2 separate regions of the Mus musculus genome follow, and region 2 is linked to region 1. The links are chromatin contacts, called in public HiChIP or PLAC-seq maps. All regions are on one chromosome and are shown on one strand. Each heading gives the region's core, a stretch centred on a gene start, on an enhancer-like site or on the middle of the called end of the contact. The rest is flanking DNA. Distances are from core to core; before and after follow the strand shown.

The links. HiChIP or PLAC-seq counts read pairs in DNA pulled down with a chosen protein or histone mark.
Region 2: an H3K27ac HiChIP or PLAC-seq map of embryonic stem cells shows a contact between it and region 1, with 2.3 times the contacts expected there. The contact joins two enhancer-like sites. A contact is called at or near these places in 3 of 115 datasets of contacts at active chromatin or transcription factors (embryonic stem cells and stem cell-derived neural progenitor cells) and 1 of 9 other capture datasets (embryonic stem cells).

The regions. Positions count from the first base shown.
Region 1 is chr11:22,338,836-22,346,116 of GRCm38.p6, reverse strand. No RefSeq gene overlaps it. Among named protein-coding and RNA genes, the nearest start is that of Ehbp1, 56 kb to the right of the region's middle. Within about 2 kb of position 3,101, at least 20 of the 459 cell types and tissues checked have an H3K27ac peak or open chromatin away from gene starts, as enhancers often do. A contact at or near this core is called in embryonic stem cells, where this site is marked.
Region 2 is chr11:22,570,385-22,577,665 of GRCm38.p6, reverse strand. All of the region lies in intron 1 of Gm51939 (a long non-coding RNA gene), which reads left to right. Among named protein-coding and RNA genes, the nearest start is that of Gm51939, 10 kb to the left of the region's middle. Within about 2 kb of position 4,620, at least 12 of the 459 cell types and tissues checked have an H3K27ac peak or open chromatin away from gene starts, as enhancers often do. A contact at or near this core is called in embryonic stem cells, where this site is marked.

The DNA.
Region 1 (7,281 bases), core at 1,852-4,351:
GATAGTTCATGATAGATAGATCTAATCAAAGACCTCTTCTCCAGATACTCAAGAATGGCTGAGGCCTCCTGAACTCATCCCCTTTCCGATTAGCTTCCATTATCTGCTTGTAATTCCTCATGGAGGGCTGGGGCCTCAAGTTTTCCCTAACCTGTGGCATGATTGGCAGGCCCAGTCCTGTTCAGTTCTTGTGTTAGTAATCACACTGGTATGAGGTCAAGAGTACAACTCTCTCAGGAGAGACAGCCATTTTCTTCAGTGATGTAAAAAACCCCTGGTAAGGAACCTATGCTCCTGCAAACAGCCCCTCACCCAGGATCCTCTGAGAAACCCTAATTAAAAAAACAATACAAAAATAAATAGGAAGGGGGCTGATTGGTGATTAATAGGAGATAAGGGATTGGTGAGAGTGGGAGGGAGCAATAGGGAGTAATGGGGGTGAATTTTATTAAAATATAGATGAGTATGAAAAATGTCAAATGAAACACATTATTGTATATAATTTATTAATAGACACATACAAAAAGCATCACCTCCACTACCACATAGTGATATTACATATCCTTGTACTATCTACCACACAGAATATTAGGTTTTAGCAAAGAAATATAGGAGAAATACAAACAGTAAATGTAGAGCTTGCTCTCTTCTTGGCTTCCCACTCAGTGCCCAGCAAGACATACTTGTCTCTTATTTTGCTTACTTGCCTGTTTCTGGCTTTGGGGGCTGCTACCTAGGCAGAGTCAGGAGCTGGATGATGTACGATTCATTTCCAGGCTTGCCTTCTTATAGAAATATTCTCTAGAACTTGGCATACAATCTAGTGTGTTGTTAAGCATAATTAATCACTACCCTGTTGCAGAGTGTGCACTGAAGCCTTGGTTCTCTACAAGAATAGAGACTACTGAGGTTGAAGTTTCTAAGAGGAACAGACACTGAGCCCCTTATAAGTTTCCAATGCCAGTTGTATTTCTAGAAGCTTGACATACAGACTATATGACTTTAACCTTTTTATATATCCTATGACTCCAAGGATATGCCCATTGTCCCATTATATCAATTCTAAGTTATCTCATTTGAAGCATGAAAACATTAATTTGGATATATATGCATATATCACATATATCTATATGAATAGATATGATATATATGTGTATATCATATGTATATACATCTATGTATTCACATATATACATGTATACATGTTTGTATATATGTGTGTGATTCACAGATAATAAGATTTAACCCTAGTTGTGAGTAATTGGACACCGACCAGACAGCATTGAACTATGTGATATATGAAATATTATACACATATGATTTATATCACATATATAATGTATCACATATATATGTAATATTTATCACATAGTTCAATGCCATCTGATAGGTGTTCAATAAATCACAACTAGAGTTGAATCTTATCTGTAAATTCCATATCTACAAATCTGCTTAGACATTAAAGTCTCCCCAAGTCCACAGTCAGCTTGTGCAGAGAGTAAACACTGAGAGTCATGTGGCATGCATAATCCTAGCTGAGCTCAATAGCCTTCTGGTTTCAGTTCTTATGCTATAAAGAAGCACCATTTTGTGGCCTCTTTAATGGTGTGTTTCATGTAGTGATAAAGGCATTGGATTAGGGTGTTTACAATGGTCCCTAAGTGTGCTACTGAAGTTCTATCTAGTATTTTACTGTCTAATCAACTGCTATCAATGATATCAATGACTATGAAGTTATTCCAGCATCTATCTCCCTCTTTCTGCTTTTACTTTACTAGAATCTCAAAGCATTATCTCTTAATGGTCTCAATCCAATTCTGAAATGACCTTGACTAGTACATAAAGCTAATTCCTGCCTACAGCCCACCATTTGTTAAGCCTGATATGAAGTTAGTTGTGAGAACCCCAACCCCATGGCATATGGAGGTCTGTTGGGAAGTCTGTCGAATTGAAGAAGCTCTGGAGTTGAATTCGCCAGCCTGTATCATAGACCCTGATCATCTTGTGTCCAAGTATGTGTATTGAATGTCTTCATCACCTCTAAGACATGTCACTTCAGCATTTTCTACAAGTGAGTGTCCAGCATGTGTCTAATAGTTACTGTCCCCATTAGCTTTATACTCTCACAGGAAGAGACTCAAAAGTAGATGTAATATATTATGGTCAGTAATGTTTGGATGAAGCTGGGAATATGTAAGAGGAATGATAAATCTGTGAGAAACCTTCCCAGAAAAGTTGGTATTAGAATATAGTCTTCTATTTGTTTACTCAACCTACTTTTATCTGAGGACTCTATCACCTCAATATGTTACCTTTGAGTAGGTGGTCACTACATTCTACACAAAAGAAAAGAATTATTTTATGTAAAGAAAATAGAAATAGAGCATTTCACTGTCTCTGTACAGAAATAAGTCGTAATTTTCCATTCATCTTTCCTTGATCCAAATAAATCCTAAGACTCTGCTTAATGGGAAGTAAAGCAAGAATAACAGTGTTTTAATTAGGGTTGTATTCCTGTGAACAGATACTGTGACCAAGACAACTCTTATAAGGACAACAATTATTTGGAGCTGGCTTACATGTTTAGAAGTTCAGTCCATTATCATCAAGGCAGAAGCATGGCAGAATTGTTCTTGGAATTCATGCTCCTCTCTGGTGTAGTGGATAGGGCTGAGTTTGTTTCAGCTGTTGTTATTCATGTGTATCTATGGAAAACATGTTTTTGTCATATGCAGCTTATCCTTGTGATTGGACAATTTACTCAGGTGACTCTGCTTAACCCTCGGAGTATAAATTGTCTGATGCGCTGAATAAAGTTGATTATTTCATAAGACTTTAGTCTGCCTCAGTTTTAGGTCTGCTTTTTCCCAAAGACCTCCAACATCCAGATGTGTTTTGCTTGAAACCTTTGGCTGGGCTGTGTCTTCATTCACTGGCTAAGAAGCATCTAAGATCTGGAAAGAGCAGCATCTGAGGGTTGAGAAGGGTCTTTGATTGCAGAGGAGGCTGCCATCCACACCCACACCCATGCCTATGCAGCAGTGTGCAACTCCAAGTTTTGCTGCTCTACAAGCTGGTCCTTATCCGGCAGCCCTCACATTTCTGCCAAGAGCCCTCAGCAGGACACATTCCCAACTGGGTGGAGGAAGAATTCCTAGCATTCTTCCACTGTCTTCCAAGAGTCCTAAACTCCAGTAGGATGAAAAAGAAACAAAAGAAAACAAGAAAAGCCTCCTTCATTTCTGATGTCTGGAATCAATATGTAATATATCTTACTCTCCAGGGCATGAAAAGGAAAAAAAAAAAAAAAAAAAGAGGGATCTGGAGCCAACAAGAAATGTACTTGAGGAATCACAAACTCACCACTGACAGTCAGGCCTGTGCTGTTTTACCTTTGACCTTGCTTGTTGACTGTGTGGACCCAATGTCACCCACATACATCAGAGCAGTGCAAGTATCAGTTCTGCTTGGTGAACAAGGAAGAACAGTGTGGATGTTTGCATGAACATTGTCACTTAGCAAGCACAGCACAAATGTGGTCTCTTCATAGTTAATTTATATTTCACAGTGTTTTATTACTTATACAATCTCATTCAGTCTTCATGAGATACCCAAGAAAGGCTTTGTGTTTTGCTATTTCTGCTTTACTAAACAAAAACCTGAACCAAGGCAGGAGGTACTTGCTCCTTGTCGACAAGTTGGGAGGCAGAGTTGGCCTGTGATTAGTCTTCTGACTTCCCTTTAGGATGACTCTCCCAAGTTTTCCCATTATGGCATCACAGATGCTACAGGGTGGCCACCAGGCATCTGTCCAGTTAGAGGGTAACATCTAACTTTCCCTTCCAGAGAGGGACTCCAATGAGAGACTGGCACTTGCTGTATAAGGCATAGAGTCAGTATGCCCACAGTGTCAAAGAATAAAACGGGACCAGTTACCAGCAACTTAAGAAGCTGCATCAAAAAGACAAGCTAACTATCCAAGCAGTGATTTCAACCACCGCTAACAGGTAGGCCATGAACATCCTCCCAAGATTTCACCAAATGTCTTTTCTTTGAATATTAGTAGCTAATGGCTCATGATGTCCTGGATTTGTGTGTGTGTGTGTATGCTTTGTCATTAAATGCCACTCGCTAATTGTGAAGCGTAAGTAGTATTTGGGGTTCACAAATGAAATTTTAACAAATAACTAGAGTTCAACAAAAATCTAAATGAAAATTTGCCTGCCTGATAGGCAACACTTGTTGGTGATGTTGAAGTTTCTATTATAAACTACAGGGCTGCCTCGGCTTTGGGGACGTTTACCGTGTTCTTGGCACCAGTGTGTACTGAGTAGGTTGCAATTGCCAGTGGCTTCTATTCCTGATAGTTCATCATAAGTTATACTTCATCTATTTTCACCATCACCTATCTATATTTGGTTTGGAATACACTATTTGATTAACCCTATGATAGGAAAGTGGTGCCCATACATTATAAATTGATATACTTTATGGCTTATGTTTTCTAAGGCAATACTTTCAAACAAATTGAGATTATAGTGTACACAGGATGCACCCATACCAATAGTGCTGAGGCAGATGTTTATGATGCTCACAGAATGCTTTGTGTACAGTGTCTTGCTGTCTGTCTGGCAGTTCTTCAAGAAGCAGAAAGGGCTAGGGCAGGTGAACCTTGGAGCCCTCATCCCTGCTAGGTGAACCTTAATCAAAAAAAAAAAAAAAAAAAGAAGGGGGGGGGTGGAACCTGATTCATTTTAATGATGTGAAAAGAACTGCAGAGGCCAGAAGAGAGTGACAGCTCTGTGAAGGCAGGATCTGGAGAGATTCTAAGCTGATGTCATTTTAGGTGTCTTTTCTGTTGCTTCAGGCATGGATAGCAAAGGGCCATGAAAGGGGACCTCCTCCAGGATCTACACAGTAATCTCATTTGTACATACTAAAATACACTTCCAGGAACAGAGGAGGGCTGAAACCCACTTGTTCCTTACTGACCATGAATCCTAGTGCCAGAAGAGGTCAGCGCTTTGTAATCTATCTGCCTCTACAAAGTGCTCTTAAGCAAGTGGTTTTTAAAGCACCTAATATGGGAAGATCATGGCCCTTGAGATACTTCAGAAACTCCTAGATGCTGCTTCTTCATGGTTATACCCAAAGTTGCCACTTTGTGCTCCTCATTAGAAAACATGGTGGAAAAATGTTATTGAGAGTCGTGAAATATCAATATGTAGGACAGTCTGATGATGGTCTTACATTTTTGAAAAGGAAAAAAAAAAAACATAAAACAGGGGTGGGGGTGGGGGAGAACCAAAGTACAAAATAAAGTCTTCTGTGTCTCAAATGCCACCAAGAAATCCTGCTCCTAGGTGCTGGGGTGGGGATGGGGATGGGGAAAATCTCAAAGCATGAACCCAATCAGAGGTGCCTTTTTAACCCGAGAGCCTTTGAGTTTGAATTCAGGCAAAAGGAAATTGTTTATCTGAATAATTAAAAGCTCCTTATTAATTAACATGGCTAAAATAGATCCTCTTCAAAATGCACTGGTCTAAAATACAACTTAACCATACTTTATTATAAGCATTATGTTGGGAGCCGCCCCCACATTCGCCGTTACAAGATGGCGCTGACATCCTGTGTTCTAAGTGGTAAACAAATAATCTGCGCATGTGCCAAGGGTATCTTATGACTACTTGTGCTCTGCCTTCCCCGTGACGTCAACTCGGCCGATGGGCTGCAGCCAATCAGGGAGTGACACGTCCGAGGCGAAGGAGAATGCTCCTTAAGAGGGACGGGGTTTCGTTCTCTCTCTCTCTTGTCTCGCGCTCTCTCTCTTGCTTCGCTCTCTTGCTTTTCTCGCTCTCTTGCTTCTTGCTCTCTTTTCCTGAAGATGTAAGAATAAAGCTTTGCCGCAGAAGATTCTGGTCTGTGGTGTTCTTCCTGGCCGGTCGTGAGAACGCGTCGAATAACAATTGGTGCCGAATTCCGGGACGAGAAAATCCGGGACGAGAAAAAACTCGGGACTGGCGCAAGGAAGATCCCTCATTCCAGAACCAGAACTGCGAATCAAGGTTATAAGGTTCCCGTAACACAGACTGTTGAGAAGGATTCAACTGCCGAATTCAGAACTCATCAGCTGGGGAACGACGGTGATAAAGGTTCCCGTAAAGCAGACTGTTAAGAAGGATTCAACTGTATGAATTCAGAACTTTTCAGCTGGGGAACGAGGTAAGTCTGATCTTGAACTTTCTAAGGAAATTCAAGACAGTCTATCAGAAGTAAAGTGGAAAATGGCTTTACAAGTTAGGTTTGGCCTTGAATTTTTTCTGGTGTTAGGAGCCCTTTTGTTCCTTTTCACATGTTATATAGTGCTTAAGATAGGGCTGAAAATTCTAGAGGAAATTCAGGACAGTCTATCAGAAGTAAAGCGGGGAGAGAGAGTAGGAGCAAGGAGAAACGGTAAGTATACAGGCCTTTCCAAGGGTCTTGAACCCGAGGAAAAGTTAAGGTCAGGTAGGAATACCTGGGGAGAGATTAGAAGGAAGAAAAAGAAAAAAGAAAAGAAAAAAGATCAATTAGCGGAGGTCTCTAGGAGATACTCGTCACTAGATGAGCTCAGGAAGCCAGCTCTTAGTAACTCTGAAGCAAGTGAAGAATCCTCCTCTGAGGAAACAGACTGGGAGGAAGAAGCAGCCCATTACCAGCCAGCTAATCGGTCAAGAAAAAAGCCAAAAGCGGCTGGCGAAGGCCAGTTTGCTAATTGGCCTCAGGGCAATCGGCTACCAGGTGCACTCCCGCCCTATGCGGAGTCCCCGCCCTGCGTAGTGCGTCAGCCCGTAGTGCGTCAGCAATGCGCAGAGAGGCAGTGCGCAGAAAGGCAGTGCGCAGACTCATTCATTCCCCGAGAGGAACAAAGGAAAATACAACAGGCATTTCCAGTCTTTAAAGGAGCCGAGGGTGGGCGTGTCCACGCTCCGGTAGAATATGTGCAGATTAAATATGGAATCAATGCTAATTTTACCTTGGTGCAGTTAGACAGGCTTGCCAGCATGGCACTAACTCCTGCCGACTGGCAAATGATTGCAAAAGCCGCTCTCCCTAATATGGGCAAATATTTGGAATGGAGATCTCTGTGGCGAGAGGCTGCACAGGCGCAGGCCCGAGCAAACGCTGCTGCTTTAACTCCAGAGCAGAGAGAGTGGACTTTTGACTTGTTAACGGGTCAGAGAGCTTATTCTGCTAAACCTGATAAGAGGTATCAATGGAAGGTCTTACCACAGGGAATGT
Region 2 (7,281 bases), core at 3,371-5,870, 230 kb before region 1:
ATTATAGTAGGGGTCAGGAATTTCCTGGTCCCTTTCCTATTCCTAGAGTTAAATAAGATTAACAGACTCTTCTGTGATACAGACTCAGACCACCTTGTATTTAATCCAGAGAAGATAAATGTATCTATATTAGTGGTTCTCAACCTTCATACTGCCGAGACCCTTTAATACAATTCCTCATGTTGTGGTGACTCCCAACCAAAAAATTATTTTCATAGCTACTTCATAACTGTAATTGTTCTACTGTTACAAATCATAATGTAAATATCTGATGTGCAGGATATCTGATATGTGACCCTGTGAAAGCCTGTTTGACCTCCCAAAGGGGTTGCAACCCACAGGTTGAGAAACTCTAATCTGTATAACTAAAGAGGTGAAATGGAGACCCAGAATAGCATCCAAAGGGCCCCGAGTTGTTTAAGATGTTTAAGACCTGTGCTGGTTTGGCTTTTATTAGTCATCTGGGAAGAGGGAACCTCAATTGAGAAAATACCTCTTATCAAATTATACTCTATCCAATTGAGCATTTTCTTGATTAATGATTGATGTGGGAGGGCCTAGCCCACTAAGGGGCCATGGTCCTGGGTGATATAAGAAAACGAGCTAAGCAAGCCTGGGAGAGTAAACCAATAAGCAGCATTTCCACATGCTCTCTGCTTCAATTTGTGCTTCCAGAATCCTACCCTGAATTCCTCCAATAAGGACCGTGACCTGTAAGATAAAATAAACACTTTTCCCCTCTGAGTTGTTTTGATCCTGGTGTTTGTTAGATAGATACCACAACAATAGAAAACGAACTAGAGAAGGATCTGTCTTATTCAGTGTTCTGTTGCTGTGAAGAAAAACCATGACATCATATTTAAAAACCATGTAACTGGGGCTTGCTTATAGTTTCACAGGTTTAGTCCATTATTATCATGGTGGGGTGCTGGAGAAGTTTCTGAGAGTTCTACAACAGAGGGAAGGAGAGAGAGAGAGAGAGAAAGAGAGAGAGAGAGAGAGAGAGAGAGAGAGAGAGAGAGAGAGAGAGAGACTGGGCTTAGAATATTGAAACCTCAAAGCCCAACCCCAGTACATGCTTTCCTCAATGAGGCTAGACCTCCTAATCCTTTCAAATAGTGCTACTCCCTTGTGACCAAGTATTCAAATCTATGGTGACTCTATGGGGTCATTTTCATTCAAACCACTACATTCCATTCCTGGGCCTCCATGCTTCTTGTAGTCATATCACAATGTAAAATGCATTTAGTTCAACTTCAAAAGTTCTCATAGTCTGTAAGTCTCAACACTGTAAGTCCAAAGTTCAAAGTCTCTTTTGAGATTCATGGCACTCTCTTAACTGCAATTCCCTATACAATTTAAATCAAAATGCAGATCACATGCTTCCAACATACAGTGACACAAAATATACATTCCCATTCCAAAATGGACGGAAGAGAGCATCATGAGGAAATACTGGACCAAAGTAAGACCAAAAAGCAAACTCTGCCTCTCCATGTGTGATGCTCAGCGCGCTCTTCAGATTTTCAACCCTTTCTCTTGTGCTGATTCCATACCCTGTTAGCAGCTGTTTTTCAAAAGTGTCTTATGACTCTGACATCTCTTGGTGTAACATCTCGGGGTGTTCAACATAATCCAGGCTTTACCTTCACAGCTTCATGCAATGGCCTCTCTGGGTCTCCATTCAGGGACACTTCTTGACACAAGGCTGGCCTCAGTAGCTTTCCTTGGCTGTGGAGGAAGATTCTATAACCCCTTTCTTGTATCCTTGACTCTAACGCAAGAACCATGGACTAAAGCTGCCAAGTTCTGTTGTTTGCTAGGACTAAAACATGGCCCTGTTGTGCAATTAAATTTGCACCAGCTTTCTGGTTTTGATGGTTTTCTTCTCTGCTTAAAATCTTTAATTGGAAGCCTAGCTGGGTGGGTCTTGCCCTGAGGCCACCACTTTCTTTATTTCATTTAAATTCATGCTTTTCTTTAAACATTTTATCTCCTCTTTTTCTCCTCAAACTGTACATTTTGTTTTTTGTTTTCTTGCTCAGTTTGCTCCTTTTCAGTACAGGTCTGCATAATAGATCTAATAATTACATGATGCAACAGTAGGCTGTCTTGCAATGCCATTAATCCAAAACTCTTCAATTTAGTTCAGGCAGATTTCTTTGGAAAGGGCAAAAGGTAGCCACACTCTTCACTAAAATATTGCAAGAAGGTTTTGTGGCTCACCTACTAAAATTCTCTCTGAAATCTCTTGATCCAGGCCATTATAGTCTACATTGCTCTTAACACCACCATTTTCATGTTCCTACTAGTATGGCCTGTTAAGTACTGCTTAAAGCATCCAATTGCTCTCCTAATCCAAAATCCTAAATTCCACATTCCACCAACAAGCAACATGGTCAGGCCTGTCACAGCAACACCCCACTCCTGGTATCAGCAGAATGCAAACAATGGAAAGTGTTTAACTGAGAAGGTGTTGGAGAATAGTTGATATATCTTTATAAATATCCTTTTTAGATGCTGCTTGCTGGACATTTTATAAAAACTGAGCCTTGAGGGCCTTGAGATTTATTTGTGTTAAACAAAAAAAAAATTTTTTTTTTTTCTCATTATGGTCCTCCTTAGAAGGTGCAACTCAGGTAAGGGACTGTCTGTCATAATTTATTCGGGAGATTCTAGGGAACAGACACAAAGGCACAGGGAGAGGAGGAAAGAGAGTCCACCCACATACCTTAATGAAGCCATTTCTTAGCAATTGATGCTTAAGCCTACTCAGGGTCTTTTGGAAAGAAAAAAAAAAAAGTCTCTGGATTGTCCTGATAAACAGCCAGCAGGAGTAGCCATCCATCATTGTTTGAGGGCTGTATTCACATGAGTCCTAACTGTGTGCCCCTTTCTGCAATGCCATTGTAGAAACAACAGTGAACACAGGGCAGGGGCCTGGTTTTGAGGCAAGACTCTGTCAAGGTGAGGGGTCTCTAACCTCAAAGGGCCACCCCACATGCCCACTGTAGCAATTGGGTTCATATGAAGGTAGCACCTTCAGCCATACCATAGCTCTCTCAGTCCCCCTTCGTCCTACTGCTTAGGCCTCTCCTTTTCTAGTAGTCCCACCGACTCCTGTTAAACCTCTCATTTTTCCTGGGAAGACTTCTATTTATAGTTACAAGGCAAAAGTACATTAAACTATTGGCATAGTTGTTTCTTTGGCTCCAGATAAGTGGCTCTGGTGGTAAAATTTTAGATGAGAGCCGGGTGTGGTAGTGCACGCCTTTAATCCCAGCACTTGTGAGGTAGAGGCAGGTGGATTTCTGAATTCGAGGCCAGCCTGGTTTACAAAGTGAGTTCTAGGATAGTCAGGGCTACACAGAGAAACCTTGTCTCAGAAAAAAACAAAAAAAAAAAAAAAAAACAAAAAAAACAAATCAGATGATCAGACTCCAGGGGGTAAGATCTATAGCTTTCTAACTTCAGGAAGAGGCTCAGAAAGGCAGCAAGCTCCTAACCGGAGGAGGCACCTAGATGAGGCTCAAGCTAGACTCATGTTTTCTCCTAAATCTACCCCAGATCATGTGACAGGACGGGAACTCTTTCTTAGGCAGTATTGCTTGATAGTTCCTTTCAGCTGGAGAGAGCAGCATGTACTGCTTCCTGGCTTCCTGAATGGAAGGGGCAGGAAGAAGGAAATCCAGAGATCCCAACTCTGGCAGCTGCTACTGGGGTTCTAGCCAAGATCCTCTGAGCACATGGCACGTTCTGTGCATCTATGGGTGGGATGGATATGAGCATTCCTTCCTTACCTTTCAGTGGATACCTGACCAGGCTGAAAAGGAAGAATGCTTGATTCAAGCACTTGTAGTTTCCCCCTTGGCACAAGCATCTTGTTTGCTTCTTGCACTGATCTGAGCAAATCAGTGTGAGTGGTCCTGGCTCAATAGCAGGAGAGGCTGGACACATGTCCTTCATTTCCTGTACCTCTGGCAGGAAAGATAGACATAGTTTGGGCTGTAGGATTCCCCCTTGCTTTATTATTATTATTTTCAAACTTTTATTGTACTTATCCTGAAACAATTTCTAAAAGGACATTTTGTTCTGCGGGTAATTTAGAAAAAAAAATGGAATTCTGTTTCATCAGTTTAGAACAACCTAAAGATCTTTCTCTCCCCCTGCCCTTTGTCTTTCTGTCTCTCTTTGTGTGAGGGAGGGGAAGGGACACAGTGGTGGTGTTGGGCAGGGAGAGAGAGAGAGCATGAGCTGGGCTGGGGATTGGTTTGACCTTTCACAGTCCTCTCCCACAGTTGTAGGCCTAGTTGGGAACCTCTGTGAAGCGGTTCTGATTGTGACTAGTGCCTCAGGGAAGACAGTTGGGAAGGCAGATAAAAGAGGAGAAGGTCATCTGTAAGCACCCAAGGATAGACAGAAGCCAGTGTCTGTCTGCATTGTTCCTGTAGATGGTGTCTCTGTCCTGCAGGAGTGGCTCCTTCCCTTTGCCACGGAACTAAACACTTATCTATGGGGAAAGGCTAAGGGAAACTCAGAGGAAGGTAGAACTGCTCTGAGCTTCACTGCTGCCTTCTTCCCCACCGGCAACAAAAAATGATGATCCTTCAGATGAACAACAAGAGAGCTTCTGTCTCACACCCTTCTTCCAGACCACACACAAGAGTCCTCTTTGACAAGGTCAAACAAGAAATGCACTGCTGGGAAATTTAGTTGAATGTAGATAAACTGACACTTTTTTTTTTTTTTTAAAGCCTGTGATTTGAGCAGTGTACTGGAGGCATTAGTAAATTATGTATTCTCACAATAATCTCCATTTATACATACGAGGGAAACCAAACAAAGCCACTGCAGTGAGCATGATGGAATTGGGGGTTGGGGAAACAGGGAAGCATGTGACCTCAGCCCCCTCTTAGAAAGCAATGTGGATTATAGAGGTCCTGATCAAGAGGTTTCTGAGGCAAACAATTCGCAATGGGCTAGAGAACCTTTTTGGTAATATTTTGGCAAAGAGTGTGACTGCTTTCTGTTCTTGACCTAAGAACTTACTTGAAGCTAACTTGGAAAACAATGGACTAATTTCTTTGGCCGAAAAGTCTCCAAGACAGCCTAATATCAATTATGTTGTGTGTTTGTCTGTAATCACTGTTAGATAGGTCTATAATGAAAAGGAGCAAGTGGAGTAAAATAAATACAAAATGTATAGTTTGAAGATAAAAATGGCACCAGGAAATTATATTTCAGAGCCAATGCTTGTGCTGAAAGAGAAAAAAATAAAGAGAGGATCGGTGCAAAATGCAATGAAGGGAGTGATGCCCTCAGGGCAAGACTCCATCCAGCTAACTTTCCAGCTGTGAAAAGGAAAGTTCTGAGGATCTTTTTTTGTTCCTAAAAACCACCAACAAAGAAATCTTCTACTAATATAGGGGGCCAGGTTCCAATCTAAGTGGGCAGTTGAATTTGGCAGTGTCATATATATTAGAGTCATGAAAGACACTTGGCTAAAGGGGAACCTTCCTCCATGGTAAAGGAGAGCCACTGAAGCCAAACACATGACAAGGAGTATCAGTATGAAGAGCCTGAGAGACCATTGTGTGCAGCTATGAAACTGAAGCCTTGATTGTGTTGGAGATCCTTAGATGTTGGACACAATAACCAGGAACATCTGCCAAGGAGAGTGTCAGACTGGGAATGGAAGTGAAGTATGTTGCAGGCAGTAAAGCTGGAAGGGTAGAGCCATCTAAGCCCATTGACATCATGAATGGAGCAATGTAGAGCTTTCCCTGCTGGGTTTTGGTCTTTCTTTGGCCTATTATTTTATTCCCCACTTTGGGAATGTATCCCATTCCCCACTTTTGGGAATATATATTTTGTGTTATTGTATGTTGGAGGTTTGTAATTTGTGTGTGTGTGTGTGTGTGAGGTGGGGGATGAGACAGAATTCCTCTGTATAGCTTTGGCTGTCCTGGAACTTTCTCTGTAGGCCCCAAACTCACAGATCTGCCCACCTTTGCCACCTGAGTGCTGTTATTGAAGCTATGTGCCACCACACCTGGCTGAAATATGTAATTTTTATTTTATTTTATTTTACAGGAGTCTACAACAAATAGATTGTCTTGGGTCTCAGAGAGGATTTGGACTTTTAAAGTTTATTGAAATTGTGAAAGACCATGAGGACTTTTGAAGTTGGACAAAATGCATTTTACATTATGATATGGTCATAAACCTATTGAGGCCAGGGAGCGGAATGTGGAATGTAGAAATTGGCCCTCATATGTGGCTCTTTGTATTATGTTAATTTGGGTCCCCAAATTGTTTACCTGAAAATCCACACGTCTGCATGCAAGACACTGAGGGACTGGACTGTGCCTCCATTTGGTTCTGATTGGTAAATAAAGTTGCTGGCAGCCAATGGCTGGGCAGGGCAGATAGAGGCAAGACTTTTAGGATTCCCAGGCAAGGGAAGGAGGGAGAAGGAAGAGAAATCCACACTGCTGGGAGATGGAGAGAACAGATTCTATGCCTGAGAAGGTGAGGGACAGAGAGCATAGCCCCCATGTAGGAGCCAGGGAGAGCATCCCCAAGAGGGCTGCCCAACTGGGTCCAAGGCATCAAAGATAAAATAAGATTTAGTAAGTAATAACTTGGGAATATTGGAGGGAGGTAGATTAATCATGTGGAGGTTAAAAAGTGGCCCGGTCATTGAGCTGGTTAAGGCATATCAAAATATAAAGGCTATGTGTATGTCTTTCATTGGAGAATCCAGAACATTGGGGCAGGTATTGAGAAACACACCTTCACTGGGATCAATTTGATTATTTAATTGGGTACTACTATACTCATGTGCTTGTAAGTTTGAATTCTTGCTTTTCAGTTTGTGGAAATATTTGGAAAGGATTAGGAGGTGTGGCTTTGTGGGAAGAGGTGTGTCACTGAGGGTGGGTTTGAACTTTCAAAAGACTCCTGATTTCAGTTCTTTCTTGATATTTCATGGTTGTGGATCAATATGTGAGCTCTTAGCTGTACCTTTAACACAACCATGACTCTAACCCTCTAAAACTATAAGCAAAATTAAACACCTTCTTTTATAACTTTCCTTGATCATAGTATTTTATCACAGCATTAGCAACTAAGACATATAGTATTTACAGACTTTGTCAGCAAGTGAATTTGACAATATTCTTTTCCTGTTTCAGTACAGCTAATTCACAATGAAAGAGCCCTGTGACCTACTTATAAGCTTCTGGTTTTGTCTTTTTAGCAAACATATACAGCAAGATT